Linked DNA regions of Anser cygnoides: region 1 is linked to region 2. The links are chromatin contacts, called in public Hi-C maps. All regions are on one chromosome and are shown on one strand. The core of a region is the stretch at or near the end of the contact, and the rest is flanking DNA. Distances in the headings are between cores, read along the strand shown.

The links. Hi-C and Micro-C count contacts between places; a contact is called where the count stands out from the background.
Region 1: a contact with region 2 is called in a Hi-C map of liver, with 2.3 times the contacts expected there. The contact joins the promoter of REV1 here to the promoter of MITD1 in region 2. A contact is called at or near these places in 2 of 7 Hi-C or Micro-C datasets (granulosa cells and liver).

The regions. Positions count from the first base shown.
Region 1 is chr1:142,277,901-142,283,537 of Taihu_goose_T2T_genome, reverse strand. It overlaps REV1 (REV1 DNA directed polymerase), which reads left to right and starts at 1,928. Exons shown (of 24, transcript XM_066984023.1): 1 at 1,928-2,102.
Region 2 is chr1:142,135,038-142,140,844 of Taihu_goose_T2T_genome, reverse strand. It overlaps MITD1 (microtubule interacting and trafficking domain containing 1), which reads left to right and starts at 3,926. Exons shown (of 7, transcript XM_013180634.3): 1 at 3,926-4,217; 2 at 4,536-4,637; 3 at 4,774-4,910; 4 at 4,990-5,076; 5 at 5,715-5,807. The coding sequence starts at 4,064. It overlaps MRPL30 (mitochondrial ribosomal protein L30), which reads right to left and starts at 3,970. Exons shown (of 5, transcript XM_066983968.1): 1 at 3,833-3,970; 2 at 3,520-3,600; 3 at 2,555-2,701; 4 at 1,622-1,695; 5 at 1,352-1,533. The coding sequence starts at 3,970. The coding sequence ends at 1,401.

The DNA.
Region 1 (5,637 bases), core at 679-3,178, 140 kb before region 2:
GGATTTATATGGACAAGCTGCTTACCAGTCACACTGACCCCACTGAGATGCTCCAAGACCACAGTCCCATTGAACTGAGGCCTGTACATATGTTGCCTCTCTCTCCCCAGCCCCAGATTTGATTCCAAACTTGGTGAAGATAGCAAGAATTATTTTTCTGAAGTCAACATGCTTTAAGCTGGGCTTTACCCTGTAAATATTTACACAATGAGTAAGCATATGCCCCGGTTCCTGATCTGCCTACTATAACCTAAGATTTGTCTATGTCAGCTTAGAAGCCTGCCAGTGCAGATGAAGTGCAAAATGAAGGCTTTACAAGACACAGAAGTAAATAATTCCTGTTAATATTTGCCCCTTTACCTAAATTTTTATACTTTCATCCTCTCTTTAACAGTAATTCCTTTCCCTTTTACTTATTTTAGCTAGTTATATGTAATCTTTGCTGAAAGTATTGTATGGTTACTTCACCCTTTTTCACTGTTACCTCTTAACCTAGCTTTACTTCACGAAACAAAACAGTCGTCCCCACATGCCTCCCTAAATAATTGTTGGTTCCTCTTATAATTTGCTTATATGCCAGCTTCTATTTAAAAAATAAAATATAATCGTTGACTAACCATTTTAAAGCTGTTCTTGCCAACCTAAATTAATCCCCGCTCCACTTGTCTTTCTGCCTTTCTGCTCCACAACTGCCCCCTAGAGAAATTGCTCTGGAAGGAAACAAAAACGCACACATCCACTCACGCAGCACGGGTAACAGTTGGTTTGCTCCAGACTGGCAAGGACTAAGCTTGGTAGAGGCATTTCTCAGCAAAGGTGGAAAATGTTGGCCCAGTGAAGTGGATATGCTTTAGATAATGTACCTTTTTCTGAACAGTGTCTTGCAAACATGTTGTTTCAGGTAAATAATGCAATTTCTGATCTAAATTAGAGAGAAAGCTGACAGCCACAACGTCTCCGGAATTTGAGAGTTTAAGGCTGGTCTAAACTCTGGTTAGCACTTCTACCTGGCAGGGAACACCCACCTTTTGAATATGGGTTTCATTAAAATTCTGAGTAAAAACCGATTTATTTATTTTTTCTCATGAAGGTGCTAGGAGGTTTCCCTTGAACATTTTCTGTGTGAAATGAAGAAACCACGCCCTGGCTAAAATAGCTGAGGGTCACCAGACTTCAGTAGACATGAACTTCATGAACTTGAGTAAAAAACAAATGGTTTTGGTTTTGTTTTTTTCTCATGAAGGTGCTAGGAGGTTTCCCTTGAACATTTTTCTAAGTGAAATGAAGAAACCACGCCCTGGCTAAAATAGCTGAGGGTCACCAGACTTCAGTAGACATGAACTTCACGAACTTGACTGTTCCTTATCCTGCCTGGATACTTTGACAAGTATGAATTGGGTGTGGGGAAAAGCCTGGCCAGTCCTAACGCTCTTGGCTCCCTCACACAGCGCAGGGCAGGGAAACACTTGGAAACTTTTTTCTAAAGCATGGGACAACCGTTTCTGTGCTCTGACAATACAAGTGGAGGAAAGAAGGTTATGGATAAGGGCTTCTCTTACAGAGAGGCATGTATCTTATTACTGAAACTGAACCTGTGTGGGAGGACTGATGGGCAAACTGGGGTTTTGGCCAGCACGAGTGGGGTTCTATCAGTGTGGATTTGTGGGACTGGGGCCATTTTCTCTGTATAAAGCGAACTCAACCACGGCCCGAGTTTCCCGTTAGCAGCAGGACTAACGAGGCCTGCCTTCCTACGGGCACGTCTCGCTTCCCCTCACGGGGCTCCCCTCAGCGCCCCGCCAGGGGGCGCCGCCGCCCCGCGGCCATCCCGCAGCGGGCGGGCGGGCGGGGAGGGGAGGGGGGGAGGGGAGGGGAGCGGGAGCCGCGCGCGCCCGTCCCGCCCCGCCCCGCGTCACGTGCCCGGCGGGCGGCCGTTGGTGGCGCGAGGCTCTCCCGTGACGCGCTCGCAGGAAGGGCGGGGGGAAGAGGAGGAGGAGGAGGAGGAGGAGGAGGAGGAGGAGGAGGAAGGCTGGCGGCCGTTACCGGGGGGAGCCGCCATGTGAAGCCCCGGCCGGCAACGCGCGGCTGGGAGGCGGCGGAAGGTGAGCGGCGGTGCGGTGCTGCGGGCTCCTTGCTTCCTTCCCTCTCCCCCCCCCCCCGTCATGGCGAGGCCCCCATGGCGGTTGGCCTAAGAGGAAAAGAGCCGTGGGGGGGGGGGGGGGGGGAAATTGGGGGGGGAGCTGCGGGGCCCCTGCCCTGCCTCGGCCCCTCCCTGCGGCCTGGGCCTGAGGAGGAGGAGGAGGAGGAAGGGGGGTGGGGGGGGGCGGTGTTATGTAACCGCCGGCGGGGGCCTTCGGCGGGGAGGCGGGCGTGGGGGGGGAGGGGAGAGGGAGGGGAGGGGGTGGGGGAGGGCTGAGGGGGGGTGTTAGGGCTTGAGGGGGGAGGGTGAGGTTTGGGGGGCCGCAGGTGCCCCTCCCCCGCCGGCACCTGCATGGGTACCCGTGGGGGGGGGGGTGTTGGGGGGGTCGGCAGCGAGGGGTCACTGCGGGGAAATAGGGGAGGGGACGCGGGGATAAGGTGTGTGGTTTGGGGGGGGGGAAAAGCCCGAGCCCTGTCGCAGCCCCGCCGCCCTCTCCTCCCCCCGCAGCCGGCTGCGGATTTTGCGCCCCGCGTTGGCTGCGAGTCGCCTGTGCTGAGCGAGGGTGGCTGGTGGGTGAGGGGGGAGGAAGGGGCACGGAGGGCTCGCCTCTTCCCCCCCCCCCCCCCCCCTCCTTCCCCGCCTGCTGCTGCTGCTGTGTTTTGCTACGTAGCCAGCGCCGGCCTGACCCAGCAAAAGGCCCCTGATGGGAGGTGCGCGGGGATGGCATGTAAACCTTGAGAACGGAGGGGAGGGTGATAGCGCGAGCACGCGATTATTTATTATTTTTTTTTTGGGGAGGTAGGAAAGCTGTGGTGCGTGCTGCAATGTTCCATTATCCCCCGTGCTTTACGGTTAATGTCAGCCTTCGGAAAGGCAAGGCCTGCAAATGCTCCATTTGTGTTAATTAGAGATTTTTCTCCCTGAAAAGAAGAGTTGATGTTTATTACGGATCTTGATTTAAAGTCTAGGTCCAATCTCAAATTTGATAGTGCAATGCAAAGAAGCAAACCCAGCAGATTGCAATTACATGAGCTGAATTTTAACTATAACCTCTTACATCTAATAGCAATTAGGCAACAGTTTAAAACAGTCTTATCGGAGCAACAACAACACCTAATGAAAAGGTTACAGCCAAAATACGTTTGTGAAGCAGCCCAGTTTTATTAAGATATTTAACGCAGAAATCCAGATGTCTGACAAATTCTTTCTTTGCCATCTTGTCTCAAGTGTGTAGTCGCTGCCCATCCCCACCATATTTGTCTTTCACTCAGCCCAATTCTTCCACTGGACGGTGCACCAAGTCCCTGTTGGTAAATAATCCCAAGCTGTCAGACTGGAGGTCACTGCTAGGACAGTTAGTAGAGGCTCAGTGCAGACACCTGCCTTGTGACTTATTGCTGTTTAACTACTTGGAGATAGATTATTTTTAAAGTAAAACTGTAGTAGTATACGGGAAAAAAAAACCCACACCATATTTCAGGCCAATGTAGTAAACTCCATGTGTGTATTTTTGTGCACAGTAAATGTCTTCAGTGCGTTATTCAGGAATTGGCCTTCGAAGTGTATCGCCAGTCTGTCTTTCTGGATGGTGTTCATCCTCTTACTTAGCCATAGCCTGGTGTGGTGCAGCCAGCGTCTCGTAAGTGGGTGCTGAGTTTGCTCGATCTTTTCTCATCCCTTGACCTGGATGTCTGTCTTAAGGAAGCTTCATGGCAAATTTTCAATCTTGCTACCATCCATTTCAGCTACTAGGGAGATTTTAAAAAAAAAAAAAAAAGAAGAGACTCTTAATACAAAACCTGGTTTTGAGTACATAGGAAAAATGTGATTACAGACTTTTTAATGAATTAGTTGTTCAGGACAAGTAGGAAGAGAATAGCTTACCTGACCCTGCCATGTGCTTTCCCCCATTTAATCTGTAAGCTATTGTTTACGTTATGAAGAATGATTTTTTTATTGAACATCTTTCTGCTTTAATTAAAGGAGTATATTATCTCTGAGATCTCTGTCGGCTCTTAAGAGTGCGTTTGTCTGGTACAGATGTAGCAAGGGAGCTAAATACCCAAATGCTGAAACCCTCCCCCAAGAATACAGTGTAGATAAGTTTGGTGACAGTGCCATGTGTTTACAAAGTATAGCAAAAGGAGGAAAAAGTGGAAGCAAATAGAAACGGGAACGTCCAGGTAGTTATAAAGAATGTTGAAAGGAAAGAGAGCAAATCTAACTGGGTGCAAAAGAGCATGAGGAACAGGCAAGGAATTCTCAGACACGGTTCATGCAGTATGATTGTGGAAATGTCTCTTTTTTTTAAGAGTCAAATTTGTGTAGAGCTTCTTCTCCCTGAGAGCAGCTTTCTGCTCTGTTGTGGAAACCAGACAGCATTTTAATTGGAGACACAGCTGGTTTTAGGGAGGAGGGCTTCTCATGTCTGTGGTCCCTCTGCTTCTGTATTGCATGCGGAGTAGCTGGTGCTCATAAGATAGGAATGAGAATTAGGAAACTCTTCTTTCTCGCTCCTTAGCGGAAGAGAGGTGAGTACGTAGAACAGCTTTAAATTCTGGGCAGTGATGATAACTTCCATTCCTGTTGCTTGTCTTTTCAGAGCTAGCTGAAGGGCTGCTGCTACTGTAGTTAAGGAATCTGTGACAGTTAAATTCATCTGAGAGATACTTTTAATTTGGTATACCCACAGAAATGATCGCTGTATCTTCTATATTTTTTGCTGCAACTGTCTAAGCAGACCATGCCTCCTGAATTTCAGTGTTAACTTTTAGGAAGAGTAGATGGTGTGCTTTCTTTTTCCTAGTTCATTTCCTATCTCAAAGCTTAAGGTCTCCCAATTGGTATTCTTCCTGTTTAATAGTGCTGAAGCTGGGGGTTCGAAATTTGCTGGCATAAATAAAGTTTAGCCATGTTGTGGTTAACTCTTTCGTGTTAGTTTTGCATCCTGTTCCCAGCTATCTGTAAATACTTTAACCAAATCCCAACGTAAGGAGGTAACAACTGATAATTTCCTTATTTGGTTTGCTTGAATCACAAAGACCTTTTCAGCTTCTTGATTTATGGAAAAAAAAATAATCCTGAAAAAATACGTAATTCAGTTCAGGATAAGACACTGCTCAGGTTCCTTGCAGGTAAGTGCAGGTGGATTGGTTCGAATGCCAAAACTTGAAAGCAGTGCTGACGCTGCGCAGAGTAGGGTTGAGATCTGCTGCAAGGCTTTTCAGTGCTGGCTTAAAGACTGTCAGTCTTCTGGCAGGGTGGGTTATGCAATGTGTTTTGGCAGGGGCCTTGGGGCCATTACTGCACCTTTGGGGTCAGCTTCTAGCTGTCGGTGCATCTCCAAAGTGAACTGCAGTTCTGTCCACCTTGTTGGCGAGTTCCTCCTCCTGAGGTGGTTCCCGTCAGCTCTTAGTCCAGGACACCATGAGTAAGCATCTCAGGCTCTTCTGGAGACCTAGGAGCTGCTGGTGTTTAAGGAAGTCATGACAGTGTTG
Region 2 (5,807 bases), core at 2,677-5,176:
AAGAAAACCAACATTCATTTATCTGCCTCATTTTTTCCTTGCTACTCTATATCCTTTGGACTGACATCAGTCTTTTTTGCGTCCTTCTGACTGCAGCCCGTAATTCCTTGAAAAATTGATTTTTTTTGGCTCAATTTTGCATTTCTGCCTTTGGCCTGTCTGCAGCAGCCATTGCACTCTTCAGTGTACTACTGCGCCTATCCTCTGTCCTTCTCCTGCACACAGTATCTCTAGCTTTTATGTCCCTCTACTGATACGCCTATTCCTTTGAACTCCTACTGGTTTTTACTCTTCTCTGCAAGCATGCAGAAAGGATAAACATTCGTTTTCAGCCACTTGTATCCCTCTGATCTTCTCACAACATACAGTCATTAAGATTAACTCCTCTACAGTGCCTCTAGTGTGGGAGAGGCTCACAGCACGGTAAACTATGGAATTTATGCTTGCTGGCATGAAAATTACTTTATCATTTGATAGAGCAACAGCTTCCTAATTTTAGCCACAATTCTTAAACTGTAAATAGAAATAGTCTGTAAATCATTGCACTATTCAAGATAATCCCATGAAAGGTGTTATTTTTTATGTTTGGAGCTCATAATTACTAACCTAAATCAAACAAATATGCTTTAAGGTCTCCAGATTTCTTAAGTCTGCAATATTAGCATGAGAAAAGCATTAACTTTCACATAGACTACAGCTCTTAGGCTATTATTACTAAACACTCAGAATCAAGAAATACGTATGCAGTGACACAGCATGTTTCCTGAAAGACAAACTGTACAACCTAACAAGATGTGAATCACTCCTTCTGTCACTCCCAAATGGGGAGTTCAGGTCCCTATTTTAAGATACATGTGAAGCCAGATGAGACTGTCTGCTAAGAAACAAGTTTGATATTTGAATGACAAAGCCTGACTCAATAAATTAAGCTGTCAATGGATATCCAGTCAGTTCTCAAATAACTTTTGAACAGAAGCCATTTCAATTCCTGTTCTTTTCTTAGCACAGTAAAGGTAGAGTCATGCACCTTTGTTGTAAACCTTTACTATTAGCTGAGAAATGCACTAACCATCATTACTTATATCTAGTCTGCTTACTTTCCTGCTTATCTAACCTTGTTTATAAAGGTCTCTAAAAGCTGGCCATAAACTGCAATAATCTAACCAAAATGTTTAAACATGAAGTAAAAACCCCAGCCATCTAGTATTTCAGGCAAACGTTAGCAACACTGAATTTTATATTTGTGCACATGTAACCCTTCCACAAATCTTTTAATCATCAGCGTCATCTCTGCCACTTGTACCAGACGTGGTAAGAATTAAGCTTCCATTTCATACACGGACACTTAACACAGGAGTTAAATTATTTATTTTAGAGAACATAAATGCAACCAGCACACCTTATGACTTAATTTCTTTCTGCTCCACAGGTTTCAGACGACTTCTAATGATAAGTTCTCCCTTGCTCGTAAGAAAGGTGTCTGACATTTCCTCTTCTGTTGGCAACCCGTAAGGTAGTTTCAGCGGCTGTATCCTAAAGGCAGAAGAGTCTGCTTAGTAAGGTTCTACGACTAGAATGGAGTTATATTAAGTATTCCAAATAAAATAAGTAGCTAACAAACCTTATCAGATGTTTAACAACTTTCAGTTTGGAATTCACAGAAGGGATATTTTTGTGCAGTCTTGGTTGATGTGCCTATAAAGGAGAGCATAGGTTTTAAAAATACACTTCTAAAGCACAAACCTCTGTTCACTGAACTTTCCACACTATCAGTAAAGATATAAACCACATATGCATATTTAGACCTAGAGAAATAAAACTCATGTATTCCGATAATACAAAAAATATGAAATCAATACTCAAATTCTTGATTCCAGCAAAATGACAATTCCAGCTTTATTCCCATCACATTATTAATACAAATTTCTTCCAACTGTTCAAAATACCTGTAAATGTAAATACAGTAGTTTACAGGTGAGACTTGATTCACTTAGGCCTTAAATTGATCAAACACTTTTTTCCTCCGTAATATAACATTGACTAGATGAATCTTTGCACAGTGTGCAATTTGGCCTATGAAAAACTGGAAAAACAAATTGACACAAACTTTTGGAGTTTATTTGAAAATTCATCATACCTTTTAGATTTGAAAGTCTTTTCAGTAATAAATGAGGCCTATTTGCCTGCTTGCAATAACTAATTAGTATCACCCAAAGAAAGCTGAGTTCTGAGTATTTACAAATCTGTTTTTATTTAAGCATTATTCTTAAGGTAAAGTTCTCCTCAAGCACAACAGCAATACCATACACATGTAATCTGAATTCCCAATAAATGGATATTTTCCATTAGTGTTCCTCTCAGCTCTTACATACATAATCCATTGCTCAGTTGTACTTTATAGTAGCTGTAAAGAAACTGAAATTTAGTGACTGTAAAAACTGAAGTCCTTAAAAACGAGCAAACATGCAAGAAAAACTGACGCCTGAATTCTACCCTGTTTCTCTACATATTTGATGTGCATAATAAGTATGAACTACAACCATCACCACAATACCTTATCCAGTCCAAGATTATGTATTATCATCTTTTCCCAATATGGGCGACCGATTACACTTTTTATTCTAGTAACAACATGGATTTTGTGGGGCTGCTCAGGGTCGCCTCCATACTTTTCATGATCTTCAGGCCGTGGTTGAAATACCTAGAATAGAAGTGTCACTGATTGTTTTTCTAAACACGTGAATTATTATTACACTTAACAAAATAACTCTCTTCAGCATTGGTAAATATCTAACATCTCCGATTACATTTCTTTTCAGAAGGTAAATGCACCAAGACCTCAAATTTAGCTTTATAACATTACCAAACGTATTTTTATAATGGTTTGAAGATTAATGCATTGACTCTGAAGTTAAGCCATACGACTGCATGGAGATACACAGAACCATAGAATCATTAAGGTTGGAAAAGACCTCCAAGATCATCTGGTCCAACCATCCCCCTACCACCAATGTCACCCACTAAACCATGTCCCTAAGCACCAGGTCCAACCTTTCCTTGAACACCCCCAGGGACGGTGACCCCACCACCTCCCTGGGCAACCCGTCCCAATGCCTGACTGCTCTTTCTGTGAAGAAATGTCTCCTAATCTCCAATCTAAACCTCCCCTGGTGCAACTTGAGGCCATTCCCTCTAGTCCCATCCCCAGTTACCTGTGAGAAGATGCCAACCCCCAGCTCCCCACAACAGCACTTCATCCGTATGTATCTCACAAGGACCTCTGTTCAGCCTATGAACGGTGAGTTTTTCCACAGGCTTTACGAATGATTTTACGAAAAGTGAAACTAAATGGCATCTTACAAAAGGTAAGCTACGATACAAATTAAGCCCAGCTTGCAGTCTCTTTGGCTTTAGAGTCATTTACCCACATCTCCAGAAATCTGCCACAGCACAGAATTAAGCCCCAAATTAAGCAGGCTGATGTCTCTTCTCAGTGTCCTCAACTACGGCAGCGCGTACCTCCTTGGGAATTCTCGACCTGGTGAACATCTGACGGGCCCAGACTGCGGGCGCTACCCCCTCGGTCCTCTTCCCCAGCACCTAAAAAACAAACAAATAAATAATGTCATTCGTGGCCTTACAGCCCTGAACGCCCGCCAGCAGATTGCGCAGCCGCTTGAATTCACATTCGGCGAGCACACAGCCTGCATTTACTACATCTCGCGGCGGCTGACGGCGAAGAGAGTACCCCGGCACTGAGGTACTTTCCCGGCCAGCAGAGACCCCGACCGGCCCCCACAGCCCCCCAGGACCCCCGGGACCCCCCGGCCACCTTCCACACAGCTCCTAGCCCCACGCCGCCGCGCCCCGCCGTGGCCGCCATTTCGCGGCGCTGTTCCCCGGCCGGGCACCGCCACCGCCGCGCTCGAGTTCCGAGGCGGGGGAAGGACAAGGGTGAGGCACAGCCCATTCCCCCGCCTCAGTTTCCATTTCCCCGGCAGCCGGTCGCCGTGCCCCACCCGGTCCCCGTCCCCGTCCCCTCCCGGTCGCCTCCGCGGTGCCCATGTCGCGGGCGGGGGGCGATGGCACCGCGGCGCTGGAGCGGGCCGGGGCGGAGACGGTGAAGCGGGCGGTGGAGCTGGACCTGGCGTCTCGTTTCCAGGAGTCGCTGGTGTGCTACCAGGAGGGCATCGACCTGCTGCTGCAGGTGGTCAAAGGTACCGGGCGAGGGCTGCGAGTAAAGCCGTACGGGGGGGCTGCGAAACCCCCTTCCCCGCGCCCTCCCTCAGGGACCGCCAGCCGCCGTGGTCCTGAGGAGACGCGATCGGTGTGTGCTCCCAGGGCCGGTCCCCGTCCCGGTCCTTGTCCCCATCCCGGTCCCAGTCCTCGTCCCCATCCCCATCCCTGTCCCCGTCCCCATCCCGGTCCCCATCCCCGTCCCCCGTCGCTTCAGGGGACGAAGCGGCGCCGGGAGGAGCCGGTGCCCGGGTGGCCGAGGTCTGGAGAGAACTGACCCGTGCGGTTTGGCTTTGCAGGCACAAAGGATGAGGCAAAAAAGCAGCGTTACCGGCAGAAGATATCTGAGTACATGACCAGGGCTGAAGACATTAAAAAGCACATTGAGAAAGAGAAACAAGGTGGGGAGCTGCGACTGACCCGTTTGTCTTTAAATGTCTGTCATAACGTGGGCAAGGTGGTTGACATCGGAATTCTGCCGGGGTCTTTACTGAAAAAAGATATATATATATATATATATATTTTTTTTTTTTTCAGATGGCAAATACCATAAGCAAATCAGGATAGAGGAAAATGCAACAGGTTACAGCTATGAAAAGCTTTTCCAAGAGTATCTGACTGAGATTGTTTCTGAAGTTTGGGTGGAGGACCCGTACATTAGGCACGTTCATCAGGCAAGTGGATATTCAGCATAGCATATGCATGTAATAGCTAAAAAAATCCAAGTTACTAAATTAAACAAAACTTTTACAGCTGTATAACTTCCTACGGTTCTGTGAGATGCTGGTTAAGGGGCCATGCAAAGTGAAAACTATTCACCTCCTCACTTCCTATGATGAAGTAAGTGCATAGATCTGGGTTTCTTTTTCCCCGTTCTCAGGTGACACCACACAAACACATGCAACATGTGTATATATATATAAAACTGAAATATAAACTTATTCTTACTTACACATACTTGTTAGAGAAAGGCTTTGATGCCTTTGATGCAGAAAACACAAGATTAAGAGAAAAATGAAATGTGATAGTCGAATATAAATAATTTCATACATTCAGAGTTCTTTGATAAGTCTAACATTCTCGGTAAGACAGATCTTAAATGAAAAAGATACTTTTTGTGAAAATTTTGTTGTGGAAGATGTCATCAAAAACAGTGTCAATTTTTTTCCTTTTCAAACAGCTTATATAGCTATCATTTTAGATGCTTTGATGAGCTAAAACCTTTCAAACTATCTCTGCATTTATTCTATATCAAATAGTAATCTATATTTAGTTCTCAAGGGCTGAGGGCGAGCTCTTCCTCTACATCCTGTAGCAAGTGTGCCTGTAATCTGTCTGCTTCTTATCCTGTCAGCAAAAATGCAAATCTACTGTCATCCAAGAGACTTTGAATTTAAAGTATTACTAAAAAGGTTTTGTTGGGGATTTTAGGAAGAGGTGACCAAAAGTAGAATGTGTAATATTTTTACTTTTATCAGGGCAGTGGGAGGAATCAACAGACAAGTGGCTTGGAAGAAATAAAACAGTCATTGAGGAATTATGGAGTTACGCTGAATGTTGCATTTTCATCT